2 separate regions of the Hordeum vulgare genome follow, and region 2 is linked to region 1. The links are chromatin contacts, called in public Hi-C maps. All regions are on one chromosome and are shown on one strand. Each heading gives the region's core, a stretch centred on a gene start, on an enhancer-like site or on the middle of the called end of the contact. The rest is flanking DNA. Distances are from core to core; before and after follow the strand shown.

Evidence for each region. A called contact is a pair of places that touch in the nucleus more often than the background predicts.
Region 2: a Hi-C map of seedling shows a contact between it and region 1, with 4 times the contacts expected there. The contact joins the promoter of LOC123395964 here to the promoter of LOC123395455 in region 1. A contact is called at or near these places in 2 of 6 Hi-C or Micro-C datasets (leaf and seedling).

What each region holds. Positions count from the first base shown.
Region 1 is chr5H:27,045,586-27,052,845 of MorexV3_pseudomolecules_assembly, forward strand. LOC123395455 (stomatal closure-related actin-binding protein 1-like) reads right to left here and starts at 3,703. Exons shown (of 13, transcript XM_045090458.1): 1 at 3,274-3,703; 2 at 1,542-1,847; 3 at 1,294-1,422; 4 at 1,070-1,162; 5 at 1-102. The coding sequence starts at 1,829.
Region 2 is chr5H:27,413,043-27,419,236 of MorexV3_pseudomolecules_assembly, forward strand. LOC123395964 (cold-responsive protein kinase 1-like) reads left to right here and starts at 1,329. Exons shown (of 7, transcript XM_045090984.1): 1 at 1,329-2,045; 2 at 2,707-2,852; 3 at 2,934-3,049; 4 at 3,306-3,516; 5 at 3,610-3,847; 6 at 3,940-4,090; 7 at 4,746-5,581. The coding sequence starts at 2,786. The coding sequence ends at 5,102. LOC123395965 (a long non-coding RNA gene) reads right to left here. Exons shown (of 3, transcript XR_006609868.1): 2 at 5,746-5,848; 3 at 743-1,285.

The sequences.
Region 1 (7,260 bases), core at 2,453-4,952:
AAGTGCTTCTTGAACTCTTTGCACTGCAGACCTAGCACTCTCTACCTCCGTATTGGCATTAACTCTTTCTTCTTCAACAATTCTCTTGGCATCTTCAGAAGCCTATGAGCAAGACAAAAAAAACTTCAATGCTACAAACAAAGGACAATGCACAAAGTTGTGTTGAGCAGCACAACAGGTAGGAGCATGGGAGCATTTATACTTGGAATATATCTTTTTTGGTGTTGTGTAAAGAAGATCTAATCCTGCTTAAGATAATTAGCGTGCTATGCTCACTTGACTAATTGCATGTTTCTGATGGAGGCACATTTGGAAAATCAGGTGAAAATCTTGAGACATATGGACTACACATTTACACAAGCCGCCAACTTTTGAGGGGAATACCGTGTAGTAATGTATATTTTCTTTCATATAGTAATCAAGTTGCACTGACACAAACTTTCTTTTTACATAAACTATATTGTAAAATAAAACAAACATTACTCTAATTTAGATAGGTGTGCGTTCCTTCCCAACTAAAATAAGTATGTTTCTTTGGTAACGAAATCCCTAAAACTAGGATCAATGGGTATACTCCCTAACTGAATATGCAGTCTTTATATGTTTTCAATCGATCTCGAAAATTAAATACATTTATTAGCTCCTAGGTACAAGTTCTTTTAAGAGCTTTTCAAAACTTCTCGCTAGGCAAGAGAAGCAGGTACGAGTTATTTTCCTGAAGACTTCAGGACTTAAGCAACAAACTACACCTCTTTGTAGATATATCTCACAAACAGATAGATCTTCTAAGGATTGTGTCAACTAAGGCTCATTTCTCTTCTGCTTAATATAATGATGCGCAGCTTTCTTGTGTGCTCGAGGAAAAAAACTGCCAACTAAGAAAGCAAATACGCATTTAAGTCGGTCGTGAATTATATGTAGTACAACTACCAAACGAAGGATTCATGATACTGAGAACTTTGACACTGTTTGAGTACATAGATTCTCATTCTGGAACATATCAAACCTCATGTTTGTAAAATATAATTCTATAGCACTGGAAATTGTAAACAAACAAACTGGAACATACCAGCTTTAATGATTTCGCTAATTCTGTGACCTCCGTTTTTTGTTGAATCAACTCAGCTTCTCTTTTGGAGAGCTGAACTGCAAGAATTTCCACCTGGAAAATAGCATAAATTTAATCAAATGAGAGCATGGCAGCTTTAATGATCACTAGACATAAATATAAGTTAAAATGACAGATGAAGCTACAAGAAAAATGCCTGAAGTTTAGGATACAAAGAAACCAACCATAGAAATAGACTCCTCAATTTCGTCCTTAGTTTTGCCGGTGACTTGACCTCTCAGTGATTCCAGTACACTCTTTAGATTTTTCAGGAGAATGTCTCGCTCCAACAAAGCCACTTGTCTCCATTTAACCTGATGGTTTGAACAAGTCAATCAAAACTTAAATTCATTAATAACTAAACTGATTGGCATGGAGGCAATCATGCACTGAATACAAAAGGTCTGTTCGAGAAGAATGCAAAGGTCTGAACCTCTTTAGACAACAGAGTGGCAGTGTTGAGTCCCTTCTCAAACTTCATTGCAAGCTCACGGACTGAGAAGCGCTGACGGCGATCAAGCAGTTCCTCGGTCTCCTTAGCAACAACCTCCTTGAGAGGCGGCACTTCTGGGCCATCTGCCAGCTTGATCACTATGCCGTTCGAACCATTCTTGTAGGTAGGAAATTTATTCCTTATGATATTTGCTGGACGCAGTGGCCCTGGCCGTATGTCCTCGTTCTTTGTCTTGCGCCCATAATCAAGAGTCGCAGCCCAGGTCATCTATAAAATACAAATTCCCTGCAATTTCCACACAATATTTTTTTCCGTCACACACAAGAATTGCATTGAATATGACACTTGCATAACAGATTAGCGCTTGAGAATTTATTCCTGCTAAAAGTGATGCACAAGGCAATGGAACAACGGCTCGGAGCTAAAGTTGCGAAATCGAATCCAAGAATGCAAAAGGCGGAAACAGGCTGGATAAGCCATAAAACACGACCTGATTATACTTGAAAAAACCTACAGCTTTGTGTGAAACAACTGATAAACATAAGACGGTCTTATCTTTCAATTCAAGGGACAACATAATTAATCAAATAAAACCGGTAAACATGAAAGCGGTATGATAAAGGAGACTAGGCCCTCGGAAAGAACCAAAACGGCTGATTACGCACCAGCAAACTTCGGGGGCAGGCATAAATAATTGTAGGTGGTTGGCAAAATTATGTGGCGTCATTCATCAACCTCCTCCCACCCATTAAACTAGCAGCGTAATACAGTGATCAGCGGGGACAGAAGCCTCCACCTCCGGAAAATTTACACCGGGGACGTAATTAAAAATGATGGCGTAACAAACTGCTTTCTACAACACGCTTGTTGAATTCCGCTTTGTTAAAGGGCACAGTTGAGGAGAGGACGGCAGGAATGCAACTTTATCAGCGAATAATAAGGCGTTTCCGCTTTACAGCTGGTAGTGGACCACCATTGTTATTCTTGGTTAGGCTACAGTGCAGAGGAGGCTCACTTAATGCAGCGAATTAACACAGCATCCAATCCAAATCCCGTGTATTTAACCCTGAAGATAGCGTCTAGGCTCTAGACAAAACCGTTGTTGATGAGAGAAATGAAGCCGGTGATTTATGGGTTAGTACTCAAAAGCTGAACACTGTGGCATCTATCTATCAAGGACTGATATTCTACTGTACTGCTGTACAGTTGTGCGTAGCTTGGACCGGAAGATAAGACGGTACTTTAGACGCACACAAATAAAATACTGTGCCCCTGCTGGTTCCCCCCGGCCGCAATGCAAGTATTGCAGTTGCGGCCTCTGCATGGCCCGGCCCCCATCATCAATCAAGACGTAAACAATGCAAGTACAGCTGCACTGCTACTTAATTACTCCGTTGGTTCGTACTAGTACTGTACGCCACGCGACACGGAAACGGAATCCCTTCTTCTTCTTCTTCTTCTTCTTCTTCTTCTCGCGGCGCTCAAGCTCAACTGCTCCACCCCCCGTGGCTTAATCTCCGCCCACAGCCACGGATCGAACAGCGCCTGCCCTCTATGAGCGTGTGGCGGGGCTGGGTTGAAGTAGCGAGCTACGTTTTCACCCGCGAGCTAATTAAGCGGCGTTTTCACCCGCGAGCTAATTAAGCGAGAATCTCAACGGCAACAAAAAAAAAGGAGGAGCCGGAAAATGAATGGAATCCGCATGACTGACCCCGCAATGCGCGCGCGTGCGTCGGCCTGGGCCCTGGAGCGCAGCCCCTCCTCCTCCGCGCGGGCCGGGCGGCGGAGCGGATTCGGCGGCGCAATGGGCGCTGATCCGGCGACCGGAGCGGAGCAGGGCGGATTGGGGGATCTTGTTTGGGGTAGGAGGAGGAGGGGTTTGCGGCGGGGGGGGGGGGGGGGGGGGGGGCAGGGAAGGGAAGGGAAGAGGAGACGGTTTTCTGCGCGCGAGGGGTTTGCTTTGGCTTTGGCTTTGGCTTTGGCTTTGCCACCCTCTCTCTCGGCTTTGTTCAAGGGAGGGAGGAGTGGGGAGTGGGCTAGCCTAGTAGTAGTAGCTAGTGCCTGCCTGCCCGGTACAGCGGGTGGCAGCTTTGAATGGCCTCTCCGGCCACCGGCGACTCTTCTCTCTCTCACACACACACTCGCTCGGTGGTGGCTGCTAGGTCCACGCCGAATGCGCCTTCCTTCCTTCTTTCTATGCGGCGTGCGTGCGTGCGTGCTGGCTGTGGTTGAGTGCGTGGTTTTCTTTTCTTTTCTCTTCTTTTCCACATGGATAATGATCCTCTCACGTACTTGTACTATCGTACGTACGTCCTTGTATTATTGATTTGATTTGATTGACGAGTTTGACTCAGCATGATTAGTTCAAACCGGAGCCGTCGTGACAGCCCACGAAGTTGATGCATGATGCTGACTTGTTTCTTCTTTTTTTTAGCGAGGGATTTGTTTCTTCTTCACCTTTTTTTCTGATGGAAAAAACCCACGATTCCTTTCGAAATACCACCGTCGGGTTATCAACCGGACCCGTGAATTGTGGATGTTATACGGCGGCTGAATGAACCAAAGCCTTTTTTTTTGCATGATAATGTGTGTCTTATTCATGTCATAAAGACCATAGCCTTTTGTAAATTACTAGCAAAAGGACCCGTGCGATTGCAACGAAAGAAAAAAATATCACACGCTTTTTTTTATAATTATTTTGATTTATTAAAATAATAAGCTAACTAACTAATGTAGTCAGTCCTATCCTATTTTGTTGAGAAATCAACCCGTCCATTGTTAATTTCACCATGATGAGAAATTGAATGGACAAGCAAAGCAAAACAAAGAGGCTACGTGAATTGATCAATGGACTGTTATCTTATTTCACTCATGGGATAGAGAACGTGGGATCAGATGACAAACTGAAGGTGGTGTTTCATTCTCTCTCTCTACAATAATGCAATCTTACATTCAATACATTCATTCATCAGCAAACAAATTCCCACAAAACAAAATTTCTTGCCGGTGCTTGGCACACGGTTGGAGGCATGGGGAGGGGATCTCACCAGATGATCAGTTCCTGTCGGAGGAGGGGATACGATGAGGAGAGCAAGGGTTAGGCGCCTCTATCTGGCCATAAGGAGTCGTTGTTGCCGCGCCATAACCTCAGAGTTCCCCGTGTGAGCCATGGAGGCCCGCCTCCACCTGCAAGTACTTCGCTCCGCAGCGCCTTATCCGCGCGCCGCCGCCATTCTGCATCAAGCAGACGCATCATCCCAAGTCATTGTAGCTGTCGCGTTGATTTGATCCAGAAGCTATGCTCGAGCGCCGAAACGGGGCAGGAAGCGGGCAGAGGTACGACCGTGGAGGCGGGTGGGTTGAGATCGACAGCAGTGGTGGTTGAGGTCGGCCGCGGCGGCGAGTGGTGTGGCAGCGGCCTGGGCACAGGCCAGGGTGGACCAGGGTCGACGAGATGCGCTCGAGCGCCGCAATGGGGGCAGTGAGCAGGGAGAGGTACAACCGTGGAGGCGGGTGGGTTGAGATCGGCAGCGGTGGCGGTTGAGGTCGGCCGCGGCGGCGAGTGGTGTAGCGGCGGCCTAGGCACAGGCCAGGGTGGCCCAGGGTCGACGGGAGGAGGCGATGCGTACGGGTATAATTTTTACACCGAATCGTTTTTTCCTTTTGCGTTGCAGATAAATGATGGAGCGCGGGTTGAATAACAAAAATTACAGGGGCTTTTTTATAAAAATGTCGTGGTGGGTTTTCCGACGGAAGCAATAGCCGCTTTATTATTAGGTATAGATGTGTTGCGTGGAGAATAGGAACAAATACGCAAAGATTGTGTATCTATCTTTAATGGTGGAAAATGTTGGCCAAGACAAATATAGAAGAAAGGTCTGGGGGGCACCTCAATTACATGGTAATTACTCGGGGGAAATGCTGGTCAAGCCAAAGATACCGGTCATAACCCACAAGCAAAAACGCAGCTATTGCGATGGAGGGGGAGGCGTCGTCGATAACGCAACTATTGTGATGCCGCCAAATGAGCCAAGTGGTTAACGGCGGTAGGGACGAAAGCCCTTTACGACATGGAGAAGGCACGGCTGAACAAGTGGCATCCGACCATGATTGGAATGACGTATCCGAGCGTGGCAGGGTCGCGGTGGATCGGACCCATAAGAGGACCTCGTGTTATACCTGTCTGGCGAAAGAACGTCTAACGAGGGCAGAAATCTGAATATCAACATCCACAAACTCCTTTGTGTTCTACTTGAAATGTCATCTACGCATAGACCTAGCTCACGATGTCAGTGTTGGGGAACGTCGCATGGGAAACAAAAAAAATTCCTACACACATACAATATTTATCCATGGTGATGACCATCTACGAGAGGAGAGAATGCATCTGCATACCCTTGTAGATCGCTAAGCGAAACTAGGAACTCCTCGTGACGTCCGGGATCTCATCCGGGACTCCGAACAACCTTCGGTCACCAACATACATAACTCAGCTATATCAAAACATCATCGAACCTTAAGTGTGCAGACCCCGCGGGTTCAAGAACTACACATACATGACCGAGATACTCTCCGGTCAATAACCAATAGCGGGACATGGATGTCCATATTGGCTCCTACATATTCTACGAAGATCTTTATCGGTCGAACCTTTATGTCAAGGATTCAGTTAATCTCGTATACTATTCCCTTTGTCCATTGGTATGTTACTTGCCCCGAGATTCGATCATCGGTATCTCTATACCTAGTTCAATCGCGTTACTGGCAAGTCTCTTTACTCGCTCCGTGATGCAAAATCTTGTGACTAACTCTGTAGTCACATTGCTTGCAAGGCTTGTTGTGATGTTGCATTACTGAGTGGGCCCCTGAGATACCTCTCCGTCACACAGAGTGACAAATCCCAGTCTTGATCCATGCCAACCCAACAGACGCCTTCGGAGATACCTGTAGGGCACCTTTATAGTCACCCAGATACGTTGTGACATTTGATACACACAAGGCATTCCTCCGGTGTCCGTGAGTTGCATGATCTCATGGTCATAGGAAAACATACTTTACATGCAGAAAACAGTAGCAATAAACTGACACGATCATATGTTACGTTCATAGTTTGGGTCTTGTCTATCACATCATTCTCCTAATGATGTGATCCCGTTATCAAACGGCATCTCATGTCTATGGTCAGGAAACCTTGACCATCTTTGATTAACGAGCTAGTCCTTCACAGGCTCACTAGGAACAATGTGTTGTCTATGTATCTACACATGTATTTGAGTTTCCAATCAATACAATTCTAGCATGGATAATAAACGATTATAATGAATAACCAATTTATTATTGCCTCTAGGGCATATTTCCAACAAGGAGTTCCTTGTGCAACATGACACTAGGAAGGAAGACTTTGTTTTATCATCTCCTCCCACTCATATGTTGATTGTGTGTTTATGTTGCCGCCGTTGAAGTTCCACGCCGCCAACGAAATAAAAAGGTAGTATCCACGCATAAAGCTTTGAAGTCATTGATATTGTGTTAGAAAGTGATACCAACATCGATCTTGGTGTTTGGAATTATGCCCTAGAGGCAATAATAAATATAGTTATTATTATAATTCCTGTATCAAGATAATCGTTTATTATCCATGCTATAATTGTATTGAATGAAGACTCATTTACATGTGTGGATACATAGACAAAACACT
Region 2 (6,194 bases), core at 79-2,578, 370 kb after region 1:
GTCACAACTAAAATGTTGACCAACAGTGCAATAATATAAATGAGATGGGGAGCGAACTAAGCATGACTTGATCTACCAGCAGATGTGGTCAATGGCTGATCCTGTTGTGCTTTCTGTACACCGGAAAATTGTTGAAAATCTCTTAGGTCCACTTGTCAGATCATTAGCAGTTGTCAAGTTGTCTCTTGATAGCCTGGAAAGGCCAAGAGTCTGAACTTACTTTAACCTTACAGTTATCTCCAGAACTGTCAACATCACACCTGACTGACGCTGACAATTATAGATGACTATGAGGCGTGAAAGTAGACATTTTCTTCCTTTTACTACTTTGGAGGAAAAACTGGATCCTCGTCCCTTGTACATAGGATAAAAACAAATAGTGCTGGTAACTAAAATCATAGGTACTACAACCACTAAATCTGAAGTGTACTATTCACTACTCCCTCCGTTTCTAAATACTCCCTCGATCCGAAAATACTTGTCAAAGAAACGAATGTATCTAGATGTATTTTAGTTCTAAATACATCCATTTTTATCCATTTATGCGACAAGTAATTCCGGACGAAGGGAGTATAAGTCTTTTTAGATGTTCCAATATAAGACTACATACGGATGTATATAGCCATATTTTAGAGCGTAGATTCATTCATTTTGCTCCGTATGTAGTCTCCTAGTGAAATCGCTAAAAAGACTTATATTTAGGAACGGAGGGAGTAGAATATCTACTTTGTCCTTTTTCAACTGAACAATGTACTCCGTTCGATCGATATTAATATACATTAAATCTTTATATGGGCCACAGGGATTACAACATTTATTTTTAAATTACATTTATATAAAAATGTAGGCGGGTAATGTAAACCTAATGTTGATGATTATCCCAAATACCTGCATTCATTTTTCTCTGCATTTGTTTATTACAAGCCACACAAATGCAGAGAACGTGTGTCATTTCTGCTCAAAGATATCCAAATTTTACCACCGTGTTAATTTTTGTGGCCTGCGTTAGTCGACGAAGGAGAATTGTGCATATGGGTCAACTGATCACTTTCTCCGATACACAGTGAAATGTACATCTCACTTTGATGATCAGAAAGTAGCAAGATCCAACGCATACCTTTTGAGATGAGGTTAGGTGGCTCTTCTCAACCTCTTTTCAACCTTTATATTGTCTCAATCATTGAATCGTCAATATAGAAAACCAGAATGTCAAACTGCAATTAAAGCCAGGGTTGCTGAAGCACCATTCTGGAAGGAAACCAGGAGCATTCATAAACCTTTCCCACTGCGTGCCATGAAACACAAAAGTTGTTATCTCAATCCAATATGAGGTGAAAGACAAGCATGTACCGAGCCTACCTTGCTTAATTACTGTGCCATAAAATTTCTGTTATATATCTCACTAATGTAAACTAAAGACTGACTATTTAGGAAACAAACTAGATGTGTGTCTTTTCTTAAACAGCAGGTCTTTTTCAAGTCACAGTGTTTAGTTTATGCCTGATGAACAGTGAACACGGTGTATGACTCAATAACCCGTGGACCGGTCTCCAACTATAGCAATACTAAAGGCAGAGCATGGGCATTAAGAATAGGCCCAAGATGAAGAGAAAAACAAGCATTTTTTTTCCAATCCTTAGTCATCTTTTTGTTTCGTGGTGGGAGCTGAGCACAAGCCATTCTTTCCTTGCTACTTCCCAAGTTGCAACCAGCTCATCTCTCCAAGGTGAGAACAGGCCAGGTCAATCCCAGTGGGACCGTTGAGTCCTTTGCCTGGACTAGTATATATAGAGAGCACAGGACAGCACCCTTTTGCTCCTAAATCTAGAAGATACATGTGCCCTGCTCCTCATACCACCATCACCCAGGACTTATCAGACGCTCTTGGCTCTTCATACACACTGCAGAACCTCACAGTGGAGTTTCCACCGAGCAACTGCGCCTAATCCTTGGGTGGGTTTAGTTTCTTGGTCTCTTTTTCTCCTCTTTGCTGAATCTACCCAATTTCCCTGGCTTTCCTCGGAGCAATTGCGCCTAATCCTTGGGTGAGTTTCGTTTCATGGTTTCCTTTTCTCCCTTTTGCTGAATCTACCCAATTGACTAGCTAGGTATGTTTTGAGAAATATACTTGTTCTAAGTTTTGCAATCCATCCAGGGCTGTTCCTCATGAAAACATTTGGTTCGCTTCTAGTTCCTTTCATTTTTGTGCTTTCTCCTTAACCATCAGTTCATCTGGTTCTGTTCCAGTGATCTCAGTTGCCTGTTGAACATTTGAAGTTCAGGGGTCATGCTGAAAATGGTTTCCCCCCTGTATAGTGACTTTCTTTTCCGTTGATTTTGTTGTCCAAGCACAGTTCTTTATATGTCCACCAACTATAACTAGCTTGTTTAATTTTGACATTATTTTTTCCGGTAAGTAATGTGTAGTGTATTTCTTTCTTTTCCTTCTGCAACTCAGAGGCAGAAACACACCAGAATTATCTGTTTTGAGTTGTGAGCAGAGCACTACCTGCCATGCCGTTTTCTTCTCTTAGAGGACATCTTCCCAGCTTAGCTCCTTGGAGTAGCTAAACTAGAAATGGATAGCTAGCTTCATTTTGTGTAGGACATTCAAGAGTGAGTTTTTTTTTCTACGGCTGAAATTAAAAGGAAACAATTCCATTGAGATACTTGCATAATTCATTTGACTGATCTTCTTTCCCTCAGGTTCTTATAATACTCCTCTTTGCATGAGCTTCTGTACAAATATCTGAAGCTTCTAAGAAGCAAATCCCATACTCTCGCAATGGCTTGCTTCCGTTTGTTCCGGTGGAAGAGGAAATCCAGAAGCCAAATCGTGCAGCAGGACATAGGTGAACCTGCATATCATCTCATTTAACTTTTGTTCTTCTGAAGCATCCTAAAACCCTCCTGATTCATCCTACTCTTTTCAGACATACCACTCCATGGCAACGTGAAGATATACTCCTCCAAGGAGCTCAAAAGGGCCACAAGGAATTTCTGCTCAGGAAACAAACTCGGGCAGGGTTCTTTCGGCTGTGTTTACCTGGTAGGTTTAGTTGCCAGTTTGGCAGTTTGCACCATACAAGCTTTGACATTTCCAAGTTCAAACACCACAATCTCTTTATCCTGTAACATGTTGTATGCACCAATCAGTCACTCCAAAAAAATACTGAATTATTAGAAAGCGGCAGGTTATACTCTTCCTGCCGTAGTGGTTACCATCATTGTAGCACTTGGACCAGCTATCAAAATTCAAACACTAGTGTTCCATGAGTGCTCAGGCTCTGGTCTGAATTATGCAGGGAAAGCTGAAGAATGGTCAAAAAGTTGCCATCAAGGTGCTCTCCTCTGAGTCAAAGCAAGGAACGAGGGAGTTCTTGAATGAACTGAGTGTCATATCCAGCATAACCCACCACAACCTTGTAAAACTCCACGGCTGCTGCGTCGATGGAGGTCAGAAAATGCTGGTCTACAATTATCTGGAGAACAACAGCCTCGCAAGGACCCTCTTCAGTATGCTCAACCAAATTTCGATTTTCCTCAGAACTTTGAATCGCTGGTAAATTCATTCTTCACACACCCCTGGTTTGTCATGATGTTCTTCAGGCAATGCCCACAGTAGCATCCGGTTTGACTGGAGGACAAGGGTGAAGATCTGCATCGGTGTCGCTGACGGTCTCGCATATCTGCATGAAGAAATCCGGCCGCACATCGTCCACCGTGACATCAAGGCCAGTAACATTCTGCTTGACAAGGACCTGAGCCCCAAAATATCGGATTTCGGGCTAGCAAAGCTCTTCCCAGGCAACATGACGCATATCAGCACGAGGGTTGCAGGAACATTGTAAGCAAAGTGACACCTTTTGCTGTTCTCATTTAACCTTTCAAATATACTGTACTGTATGATTAAGACAAGTTGACATGTTCATTTCTCAGAGGGTATTTGGCACCGGAATACGCGATCCGAGGGCAGCTAACGAAGAAGGCCGATGTCTACAGCTTTGGAGTTCTGCTACTGGAGATTGTCAGTGGCAGGTGGCACACTGACCCCAGATTGCCTCTCCAAGATCAGTTCCTCCTAGAAACGGTAAAGAGAAATTTCAATAACAATATATACTTAATTATGATTCTTTAGAAAGTTAAAAAAATCAGGAAAAACAAATATTTTCTGTCTAGGACAATAGTACGTAATACAGCTATGATAAATCCAAGATGCTCCACATTAGACCATAAGAATCATGCCAGACATATACCTACTATGTGGTATGTGCACATGGTTGAACAATTTAGATAATCACAAGTTGATGCGCATTATATGCTTACCGCAGTTGGAGGTATTCTTTGTTTTTTTAAGAGGAAATACAGTTGGAAGTATTCTGAAGGAAAGTACCAGGAAGTTTCCTCTCTGTCCTGAAAATTACTATTTTTGGTAGTACTGCCAGCTTTCATTGTCTTATCTTGAGATTATTTTTTATTGGCCCACTGGTTCTGGATTTGTTTCTGAAAATGTTTTCTACGCCACTTGCATTGACTGGTGTTCTCATTCTTAGGACATATCTATTAGGTTTTTGTCCAATTATTATGTGCACCTGCTATTGCATTATAAATCAGTGATTTATGAGAAATCCCTGCAAAGAGAAGTGGAAAGGTTCTATTTCAGAAATAGCTGAAGCATTGTTTCTTGACATTGTCAATAGTAAATTAAAGAATATAAAACAGAAATTTCCACTTGTTTTTCGCAGGCTTGGACTCTCTACGAGTCTGGTGATCTTGGGAGCATCATCGACAAGACCTTAAAAGATGGTTACGGCACTGATGAAGCTCATAGGTTTTTGAAAATAGGACTTCTGTGCACCCAGGATAGCCCCAAGGTCAGGCCCTCCATGTCGACAGTTGCAAAGATGCTAAAGGGTGAGTGCCCCGTCAGCGACAACATCATGAGGCCAGGCCTGATCACAGATGTCATGGACCTGAAAGTCAGAACAATCGAGCCTGCTCTTCAGTTAAATGTGTCTCCAACAATGTCTCCGTTGGATAACCACTCACTGGTGTCTAACCTTGCATCCGCCGGTAGCACTGTGATAAGGGACAGTCCTTGATGAGAAGTTAAAAAGACATATGAAGGAGAATATGCTCAAGCAACAATGGCTGTAAATAGGAGGGATGACGAAAAGCATGTCAAGAGAGGCATTTGATTTCATTTGTGTTTCTAGATTGCCAGTTAGATGTACTGTTAGTTGTTTGTATATGTTGCATCTGAGCTTTTGATGATCAACAACAAGTGAATATCCTCAGTGTCCTGTGGGGCATGGTTTATAGGTGAAGAAGAAGGGCACAGCTACACCAGGCACCCAAGCTCGATGCAGAGGCCGGGGCGACGCCTCCTTTTCTAAAAAAAAAACCAGGCACCCAAGCAGGGAGCGCTGGACTTTCAGAGATTTGCTAGTTAGTACCTTTCCTAAATTTGGCAAGCCAGGGTTACCTTTTTTTGTGTGCACAGAAATAGTGGCTACAATGTTTCGTCAAGTATACACTAAAAATCTCACACGGATAATGACATGACTTGCATCTGCATGAACGACCTGTGAAATTTCCACTCTGAAATGCCAATAATGCAAACTGACAATGTCAAGTGTTTCGGTAAAATACATCAGCAGATTATTGGGGATGTTGTAGCAATAAACTTAAACTGAAGCAAATGAAGATATCTAGGCACAGAAGTGATTTAAAAATATCTCTTACCAAATGAGGTCTTGAATCTAAGAGGAACCACGGAGCTTCAGTTCCAAAAAATAATATCCTTAAGAGGAAGCTCAACACGGAAAGCAGGGATTGACAAAAGAACCTTCAAAACAGTAAAAAGCACTATCAAATTAGTCGTGATAAAACTTCCCAACATTCCATGTGGAAATCACCTTGTATTGGAAAGTATTAGACAGGACATCTGGTTTCCACAGCTTGATGAGTACAAGTTAAACCAAACAAACAGTCTGGGTAAGCCGAGTTAAACAAAAGTACTTGCTCTCGTTTAAAAAATATATATATATGCACCACAGTAATAACCCAACCGTGTCATATTAACAGTTCAACATGGCATAACAGCAAAAACTTTCGTCCATCTAAACTAGTACATATCGGAGATTCCTGAATCTTTAACGCATAATGACAAAAGTTAGATGCACGTTAATAGT